2 separate regions of the Anas platyrhynchos genome follow, and region 1 is linked to region 2. A link is a contact called in public Hi-C data. All regions are on one chromosome and are shown on one strand. The core of a region is the stretch at or near the end of the contact, and the rest is flanking DNA. Distances in the headings are between cores, read along the strand shown.

The links. A called contact is a pair of places that touch in the nucleus more often than the background predicts.
Region 1: a Hi-C map of subcutaneous adipose tissue shows a contact between it and region 2, with 2.2 times the contacts expected there. The contact joins two enhancer-like sites. A contact is called at or near these places in 2 of 8 Hi-C or Micro-C datasets (F5 follicle and subcutaneous adipose tissue).

What each region holds. Positions count from the first base shown.
Region 1 is chr5:17,632,864-17,637,472 of IASCAAS_PekinDuck_T2T, forward strand. No RefSeq gene overlaps it. Among named protein-coding and RNA genes, the nearest start is that of CALM1, 9.5 kb to the left of the region's middle. Within about 2 kb of position 1,533, at least 8 of the 8 cell types and tissues checked have an H3K27ac peak or open chromatin away from gene starts, as enhancers often do. A contact at or near this core is called in subcutaneous adipose tissue, where this site is marked.
Region 2 is chr5:17,386,446-17,391,379 of IASCAAS_PekinDuck_T2T, forward strand. TTC7B (tetratricopeptide repeat domain 7B) reads left to right here. Exons shown (of 20, transcript XM_038180036.2): 2 at 1-107; 3 at 1,001-1,169. Among named protein-coding and RNA genes, the nearest start is that of TTC7B, 21 kb to the left of the region's middle. Within about 2 kb of position 1,821, at least 1 of the 8 cell types and tissues checked has an H3K27ac peak or open chromatin away from gene starts, as enhancers often do. A contact at or near this core is called in subcutaneous adipose tissue, where this site is marked.

The DNA of each region.
Region 1 (4,609 bases), core at 283-2,782, 250 kb after region 2:
CAGTGCTCAGCACTCCAGATCATTTCACTTTGGCATCCACTCTGCTTCTGCTGTCTCTATCTCCATATTCTATTTTAGGTGCTTACAGAGCACCAATCTCCTTAACTAATATGCAACTGAAACAAGATATTCAGCATCAAATAAGCAAAAAAGCAAAAGACTCAAAATAGACTATTTTGTTATTATTATTATGGGGTTAAATCACTTAAACATAGATATCTTCCTACTCCTCCTCCCACTTCTTTCTTTAGTTTGTCTCATCTTGTTCTCTCCTCAGGGACATACTGCTGGCCCACAGGCTTCTGCAAAAAAAATGAACTCTGTTCTGCGATGGGTCCATGGGTGCCAAGTATTCACCTAGCTTAATTCTTGCAAAAACATTATCGTCAGAATTTCAGCTGCCCCGAGATCCTCGCACCGCTCCCTCAGCCCCCAGCATGGCTGGGAAGGTCCTGCAGGGAGAGATCCCCTTCAGACCCCATCGCTAGGCCCTTGTGTGGGTTATTGTATATATTGTATATATGTTATATGCATTGTGCAGGTTATGAGGGGCCTGGCACCGCCATCCCAGGCCACAGCCGCAGCGTTGCACTGGCACGGAGGCTCAGCTGCACCTGAACGCGCGCATCAAAACACAGCCAGTTCATTATTGAGCTGCAGGGATGGGGAGGGGGCTGGATTTTGAACCAAACACCCCAAAAGAAGGCTACAGAGGAGAAACGGTGGGTGTCTGGGGGGCTTCCACAGCTGCAGCTGATCCAAGCCGGACACGGGCGGCCCCTCAGCAGCCGCTGTGAGGGGAGCTCGGCAGGCCCTGCCCGGAGGCGCTGTGCCCGGTGTGTGGCGTTAACGGGGAGACGCTGCCCGGCTCCCTGCTGCCTCCCCACAGCGTGCCCGCTGCCGGCTGGGCACCGGCAGCCCCGCAGCGCCTCGGCAGCCACTTCAAAGCCGTCTGAAGGAGGCTGGGGCTCGGCGCCGTGCTTGGGCTCCCCGGGTTCCCGTCCCCACACGGGGACTGCCGCTGGCCGCCAGCAGCTCAGCCCGCAGCAGGGGCCCGGGCAGCACAGCGCGGCACCCTTTGCTTTTTCCAAACCGCCCTGCAACCTCCCGTGTGGAATTGTGAGGATTTTTTATTTTTTTATTTTATTTTATTTTTTTCCTCCCTGCAGACAGCGGGCAGGGCTGTGTGCCGGGGCACAGGGCGTTAGCTGCCCGGGGGAAAAAAAAGAGGGCAGCCGGCCCGGCGGCAGCACCCCACGCCCTGCCGGCTCCCACAGCGCCAGGCAGGGAGAGGCAGCGGCCACGGCACCGGGAGCACCGCCAGGGCGGCCGGGGCTGGCCCCGGGGGCAGCGGGCACCCGGCCACCGCCCGCCGCTCCCCGCGCCCTCCCCGGCGGCAGGGTCTATATCCCTCCGCGGAAGGTTACCGGGCTCCGGCACGGCGCCTCCCGACGGAAGCGGTGCTGAGGCTCCTGAGGCAGCGGTTTGTCAGGGGCCGCCCGATTGGCTAGCGGGGCTCTGCAATGGTTAGCTGGGAAGAGCCGAGCCCTCCGATTGGCCGCGCTGTACCTGCAATGCGTCAAGTGGAGATGCTGGAGTGCGTGGACTGGCGGGCTGCTGGGGGAGCGGCGGGAATGGCGGCGGCCGCGCGCTGCCTGTCCTGTCAGTGCCCCCCTCTGTACTCCTGTCAGTGCCCCAGCCCCACTCCCAGCCCCAGCCCCAGAGCTTTGCGAGGCCCGTGGTGCTTTCCACCCTCCCTGGCAGTATCAGCAGCCCTAGCGCTACGTTTCCCTCCTGTTCCTGCTGCTGCTGCCCGCAGCAATAGCCCCTGCTTGGCTCAGTGAGCCAGAGCTGGCAGGAAGGCGCTTTTCCTCCGTCGGTTATCTCTTCAGGGCCGGGTTGCTGTATCAAGAGGCAGCAGAAAGACAAAGCCTCGTTTCTCGTCGCTTCTCTGGCACACGGGGTGCTGGAGGTACAAAATGTGGCAGAACGAATTTGCTTATTCTGCCCTTCCACTATCAGTGCAAGAAGTGTTTCTTGGACTGCGGCTCAAAGCGACAGTTTGAGTGACAGTTGGAGGAGGATATGCACGATAAAGTGACGAGTGATCTCTTAAATATCTTGCTGAAATGCTGCAAAATCTTTCAACACGAGGAGATGCTTCTGTAAAATTAGACCCGAAGTGAAGAGCTGTGCAGGGGCATGTGGCGTTGCCCTGCCTCCGCCTGAGACTTCTGGATGCTGCTGGGTGCTTTGGGCTCCTCAGCCTTGGCCAGGAGCCCCTCAGCCTTGGCCAGGAGCCCCTCAGCCTTGGCCAGGAGCTCCTCAGTTCTGGCCAGGAGCTCCTCAGCCCTTGGCAGGAGCCCCCGAGCCCTTGCCAGGAGCCCCTCAGCCTCCTTGCCTCACAAGCTGCAGTCTGGGGCGGACACGCTGTCACCACTCGGGTGGGATTTCTGTTCATGTCTAATTGAAATAAGCATCAATACACCAAACCCAAGCGAATGAACAGCAAAGCCTTCTCTGCATGAATAGGAGGCTTACAAGACTGCTTTAAAAATGATGGGTGTTTCAAACCAGTAAAAGATTCCTGGCACATCTGCAGGGCTAGATACAATATCCATCTAAACGTGGAAGTAGGTTACAGACGCTCATAATGCTATCTAAATTCTTCATTTTTTGTTACTGGAGTGTTTCGTTGCTCTCTTTCAAAATCCCATTCTTGAAGAGTGAGTCAGCAAGAAGTCTGTGAATGTGTCAGGGAACAGTATTTTAAATAAGGTTTCATTGCTAAGCAATTATTAAAGAACATGTTTACATATGAAAATTCGCAGATTTGAATATGAACATAATGGCCCAATTTCTTGACTCTAGTGAAAGTTTTCTTCCTAACTACAGTTTTCAGGATAACATTCTTGATGTGCTATTGGAAGAATTTTGAGTTGAAGTCCGTGTTAATTTGTTTCCTTTATTCCATTTGCTCACTAGGAAGTAGAACACTTTTTATTTTAAAATTATCATGATTTCCTTTTCACAGCCTTGCTGAGTACAAACTGCTTTCCTGCTGGCATGAACACTTCTTACTGTCTTTTTCCAAAAGAATTCTTTCAAAATATTAAAAACAATCTAGGCACTTTCACTTGTAGTCCCAGCCAAGTGGAACAAGTGGAATGAAACCTTTATGGGAAAATTATATGCCTATGTAATTATAATTATAACATTTATGAGTGAGGGTTTGCTAAAGTGAAACATAAAAGCGAGATTGCAAGCTCATTCCATTTCTTACCTGGTCATTTAAAGTATGCTAGCATTTTTGAAAAAATCATTTTAGAAAATCTTAGGTCTAAAACAGTTTGAGGTCTTAACAAATGGAAAGGAAATGGGTAGGAAGCACTGGTAAAGTGTGATGACACACTATGCTCCAGAACAACCTTAAACATTGTATATTAGTCATAAAACAAATTTGTAGTATTAATTTATTATAATGACTGTACAAATAATAGAACTACATTAATGTCAGAGAACCTGAAAAAAAGTTTTTTAAAGTGACACGATCATTTAATGGGGAATAAATATACCAGTTTCAGGGTTGACATGTAAATCATTGTTGCCCCAGTCTCTTGTGAAAGTAACTATTGAGAAGATAAACTCAAGCTTTAGTGTATTCAGGACGGTAATTATATTCCAAGAATTAGTTTACTTTGAGCACAGGTTGCTAGCATGAATCACTGGAATAAATAACAATTACATGTTTATTAGGAAAAGTCACAGTGAGCAAATTCAGGTAATTTCAAATAAAGCAACTCTGGGTGATGGTGGTACCTTTCTTTTGCGTGTGTGGGTCATGTCCAAAGCCATCAATAATTATGGGAAAGGTAATACAGCATAATAGCCAATGCTCAATTGTAATTCTAAATATATCACAGTCAAAACAGTCTGAATAAAAGCATGCACCATCCATTTAGAGCAACCATTTTAAATCAATGTATTTACAGCAATGTCATTACACTAACATCTGTTAAATATATGCAGGTCTGCCATCTTATGGAGCCTGCATGGTACTGCCAAATAACGGAATATGGAACTACGTGTTCATATTAGAATAGTTTGATTTTTTTCCTTTTCAAGTAATGTGTTATTTCTTCTAAAACTTGCACCATTTTGACTTGTTGTTGCTTTTTGATATGTATATTTACTGCATTTATGTATGTATGAAGGTGTACACATATAAACAGGCACAGTGAAATAAAGGCATTGCAGTTGCAAGTCAAGCATGGAAAAGCTGAGAAGCATTTAAGTTGAGGCTGGTTGTTTACATTATACGACAGCCTTGGACAACATCATCATATGCTATTTTTTCCCTCAGACCCTTGTCTGATTCATTGTTCAGGTTAGAAGATGCTGTCTGGTAAATAGCTATTCAGAATCTTGCTTTAGCCTCATTGTTTGGAGTGTGACTGTGCTGTATGTGCTGCAATCTAGTCAAGCCCTATTCTGAAGTCAAAATTATTAATTGCTATATGGACTTTTCTGTATCTGTTATTATTAGAGTATTATTATGAACAATTTTGATTGAACTTTATACAGGCCAAGGCAGACAATCATCATGGAA
Region 2 (4,934 bases), core at 571-3,070:
TGAAGGAAAATGCTCTTAAACAGAACAGCAGTCCACGGGGCCCTAGGCCAAAGCTGACTGAAGTCAGGAAACATCTCACAGCAGCACTTGATAGAGGAAACCTAAAGGTAAGTCAGTCAGTCTGAGCAAGAATTAGAAAATGTGAAATGGACAGCAGCGTGCTGCTAATTGTGGAGAAGAATGTGGAAAGTTCTTGTGTGTGGATTTATTGTTAGTCCCAGAACATCATCAGTGCTATGCTATTTCATGTCTTTTTGTTTCTTCATGGATTTTTGTTCAGATAAATTTCTCAAATCTTCTTTCATTACAAGAACAAGAAAATTGTCACCAACTTATGAAATGCTTAAGTGAAGTCTTTGCTATATATAAATAAATTATTCTTTGGAGTACATCAGGTAGAAATATGTGGTTATAAAACCACAAAATACTTGACAAATTTCTGTAATGGACTCATAAGTATGCAGGAAAGACTTCTGAAGTTATGTTTGGGGACAAAAAGTAAGGTTTATCCTTGAGAAGAGTGTTTCCCCTACCCTGATGCTTTGAAATTGTGCACCTTAAATATATAGGCTGTGGAATACAATCTTAAGATTTGACACTGTTATTTTGAACTATACTTATGGTGTTAAGAAAAAATCATTGGAGGGGTTGTAATGATAGGCTGTCTTTAAATAGTTTTGTTACCTGGCAAAGCTGTCTGCTGCTTGAGAGGTATTATTGGTGCATGCGTAAACAAACATACGAACATGAAAAATGACTGATGATGCTGTTCAATAGCTTGCTGGAGAATGATTATGTGGCTTCACCCCCTACCCCAAAGCTTCCCAAATATAACATGATAGAATTTTGGTGATTAGTTGCTCTCTCACAAGGTATCTACTGTGGGCTTCCACAGTTAGTATATGCAGAAAACATGCCGAACAATTGTCAGGTTTGATAGATTATTATTATTTTTTTTTTTCCTGAGGAACAAAACCTTTCTTATTCCTCTTCCTTCTAGCCAGAATTCTTACAAGAAGCTAACTTGATTATGGCCAAGCTAAACTATGTGGAAGGTGATTACAAAGAAGCTCTGAATACATATGCCAGAGTTGGAGTTGATGATTTGCAGCTAGCTGCTGTGCCGCCATATAGGTTACGGATGATTGCTGAAGCATATTCTACTAAAGGTAAGATTGCACTTTCCCGTATAATAATGTTAGAAATAGTTTTAAAAAGTGAATCAACATTTTGTCCAAAGTGAAAGAAACTGTTGGCATACATATAGTCAACACGGTGATACAGTGCCACATGTGCAGATGAGTAAGAAGATGGCTTATTTCCTTTAAAATAACCAGAGCTTGTGCTAGGTTGACAAGGCTCTTACCTCTGTTAGAATTTCCATTTTAACCCTGCTGTTACCCAGTCAAATTTTTATGTGTGTTTAAAAGTCCTTCAGTATCTGAATGTCCAATAACTTTGGCAAGATACTAGAAGTATTGGCACTGTTCCTGAAAGTTGTGTTACAAAAGTAGTGCAGTTCTTCAGTTGCTGTGGACAAAATTGAAGAACGTTGATTCACAATGCTACGTACTGAATGTTAAGATGCATAGCCTAGGTTATGTTAAACTAGAATAAACCTAAATTGTTACTTAATCGAGTAAAGTAATCATGATAAATGAAAAGGACTTAAAGCAATGTTTTTCTTTTGCAGTTTAATTTTTAGAAATCTTCTTCACAGAATATGTATCTTTTTTAAATTTCAGAAAATGTTTTTTGATTAATACAGGATTGTGAAAATTGTAATGCTGGCCTGGTGTCTTAAGGTGGCAGTACCACCTCAGTTTAGAAAACTTGTTCATGGGCTGTGAGCTGGGTTAACGTTTTGAGGAAAGTGGCAGTTTGTATGCCATAGGTTTATGAGAATTTCCTGTCTGACTATGTTTGCTTTGGTCTGCTGTGTTTAAATTTGGGTTTGACATGCATACATACTGTTTGTTACTGCAAGAGAAGAGTCAAAGTTAGCAAACACAATTTAGGAGAGACTTCAATAGCATTCACTGATAACTGTTCAAAGATTGTTCCTGGTCTTTGAAGAGGGTAACTGTTTCCACTGAAAATGGAAAGGGAAGGATGTGGGGAGTTTTTATGTGTGTCATAAACTTGCTCAGGTCTCTCATGTGCCGTCTGTGTGTGGGTTGTGAGTTTTTTTGTTGTTGCTGTTTTTTTGTCAATAACCTTCCATTCAGCTTTCCCTTTCACCCATCTGTGAAGATGGCTGTTGAATTTGTCACTTTCTTCCTATGAAAATGTAGTCTTGGTCTTGATCAACTGTAAGTGCATAGATTTGCTTATCTCCAAGGAATCCCAATAAGTTAATTGAATATTTTCTCAGAGCTCAACTCTTCTGGCTCTGTTTTATTTGGCCTCCTAAGAATATAGAGCAGCTGAAATATAAAGACACCAATTTTGCGGAAAGGATTGGTATTATTCAGTTTACTTGATATGAAATTAATTGATTAGAAAATAGTAAATACATGTCTTGCCTTAATTTCTTCTCTACCCTGGAATATCTTGTAGATTCGGCTTTTAAAAAAAGAAAGGGAGAAAAGGCACGTCTGCAGCCTAGATGTGCTTTTAATTGTTGCTTCTGATTTCAGGTTTTCTACTTAAACACTGAAATCTGTTGTATCACACCTGATCTAATCTTGATCAGACTTCACTGCTTTGGTCACTTTTACTGGGTGACTGGATTTCAGCTTACATGGGCAGACTAGCTGACTACTGCTTTTTTCCTTTTGCTCTGCTCATTTCCAGAATTGCATGGTTTTGCCTTTTTTTTTTTTTTTTTTTTTTTTTTTTTTTTTCTACAATGTTTTATTTTTGAATGGGTAATTAATGGAATTTAATATCCCTTCTTCCCAGGGTTGTAAGTTTGTCATCTCCTGTGTGTTCTAGAGTAAGTCTGAAGTCTCAGAGTGGTCTTAAATTCAATATTCAAAGTTTAGAAACATTTAGAGTAACTGACAGCTAAATAGCGAACATTAATATGCAGTAGTACAGTTAACTCTCCCCTTCTTCCCCCTTCTCCTTCCCTCCCCTTCACTCCCTTCCTCAGAATTTCTATTTTCCACTTTTAAGAGCGGTTTATAAAACTTTTCAGTGTGAAGGGCTTCTTCAGAGGTGATTGGAGACTTGTAGTTACTACCAACTAAGTACAAGTTATTTTTAAATAGATTTTGTCCTTTGCTGTGACTTGTATTTCTACTTGTGGTTTAAAGGATAATCTGAATATCTGAAGTTTCCTAAGTATTTAGCTTTTATTTCTTTGGCAGTCATGAATAGATCACCATGTTCCCAAGAAATGCCTGTGTGCGTGCATCAGCCTGGCTGCCCTGCTCAGCATGGCAACATGCAGAGGCTGTAAAAATACCCGCTTCAGTTCCCTAATTTCAATCCACTTTTGGGCAAACCCAGTTCCACTGCATTTGTAGTCATCAGGATATTGGTATCCTGTTTTGTAGTGGTCAGGCACTGATATGCTTGCCTGACAAAGCTGTAAGGCAGAAAAAAACTAATGGAAGTTTTTAATTGCTCTACTTTTTATTGTTACTTTTATTTTTTTTTAATTGCTACATTTTTTTCCTCACTTAAGGTAGGACTGCCACAAATGCTTCCCTTTTTACTCTGAATTTTACATTCTGTAACAGAGGTGAAGGATTAAGTAGGATGCTTGAATTGAAATGTTGTTTATTCTTCTGCAATTGTTTCAAGGTACTTAATTGAACACGTTATGCCTAGACAATTAAGACTACTGCAAGCCCTCAGAAATGGCCTGCTTTGTGCCTGTGCACTCTTACCCTTGCAAAACATAGAAAGTACATTTTTCTGTCCTTCACAGCAAAGGGAGATTCAGCATGTGTGTACGAATGAAATGAGGTGCAAAAAGAGCCCAAGGTCAGGTTCAGGCTAAGCTTTGTTGGAGCTCTATCTACTAATGGCTAGTAAGAAGGAGAAGAGGAAAAGCAGTAGTGGCAATTGTGGGGAGAGGAAATGGAATTGGAAAATTGGAGAGGAAGTGAGGTCCTTAAACACTTGCTGAACTCTGGAGTGTGTGCATGTATTTGTGTATGTGTTTATGTATGTATGCATACAAATATATGGGGGCATACATAAACATAACATGTTTACATAAACATACGCATGTATACATTTTTTATTGTTAAAAAATAAGATGTGGCAAAGAAAAAAAAATCAGAAGAGGAAAATTCTTACTGACACTTCAATTTCTCCAGAATAAGTGTGTCTGAATGCATTATCCACCAAGCTGTTTGTTGTTTTTTGTTTGTTAGTTATGTGAACCTGTATCTGAGAACTTACGAGATACAGAACTGCTGTGTCTCATAAAGACCAGAAAGCTAATGGGCTGGTAGTTTGGTGAGAGGGGGGAAAAGAGACTTTTTTCTGGCTTCTGGCAGCAAATGCAGCTGTCTGCTCTGATGTCTAACGCGTTGTCTTGGGTAAAAGATGATGGAAGAGTGGCCTGATGAAAAGTTATCTGCTACTGTGTCCATTAAAACAGCACAGAGTAGACTAGCCAAGTGAATACACATGAGGCAGAACTTCAGAAACTTGATTATCATAGGTCAGGATTCAGTACTGCTCGGATATCTCTCACCCAGAGGTGGGGTGGAGGTAGCTACCACACAGTAGTACTCCTGAATGGAGTACAGCTCTGGTATTTTTCTGCCTTTCTTCACCATTTCATGAAATTCACAAGTTAAAAATGGAGGAGTAGTGAAAGACAGTCTTCTTTTATGTGGTTAACTTTGTTGATAGGCATACTTTTCTGATCTTACACCCTTAAACTATTGTGATTTTTTTAAGCTAATTTTGATGCTGTGCTTCTGAGCAATTCTATTCTGTGTATATAGAAGGTGTTGTGTTGGAATAGC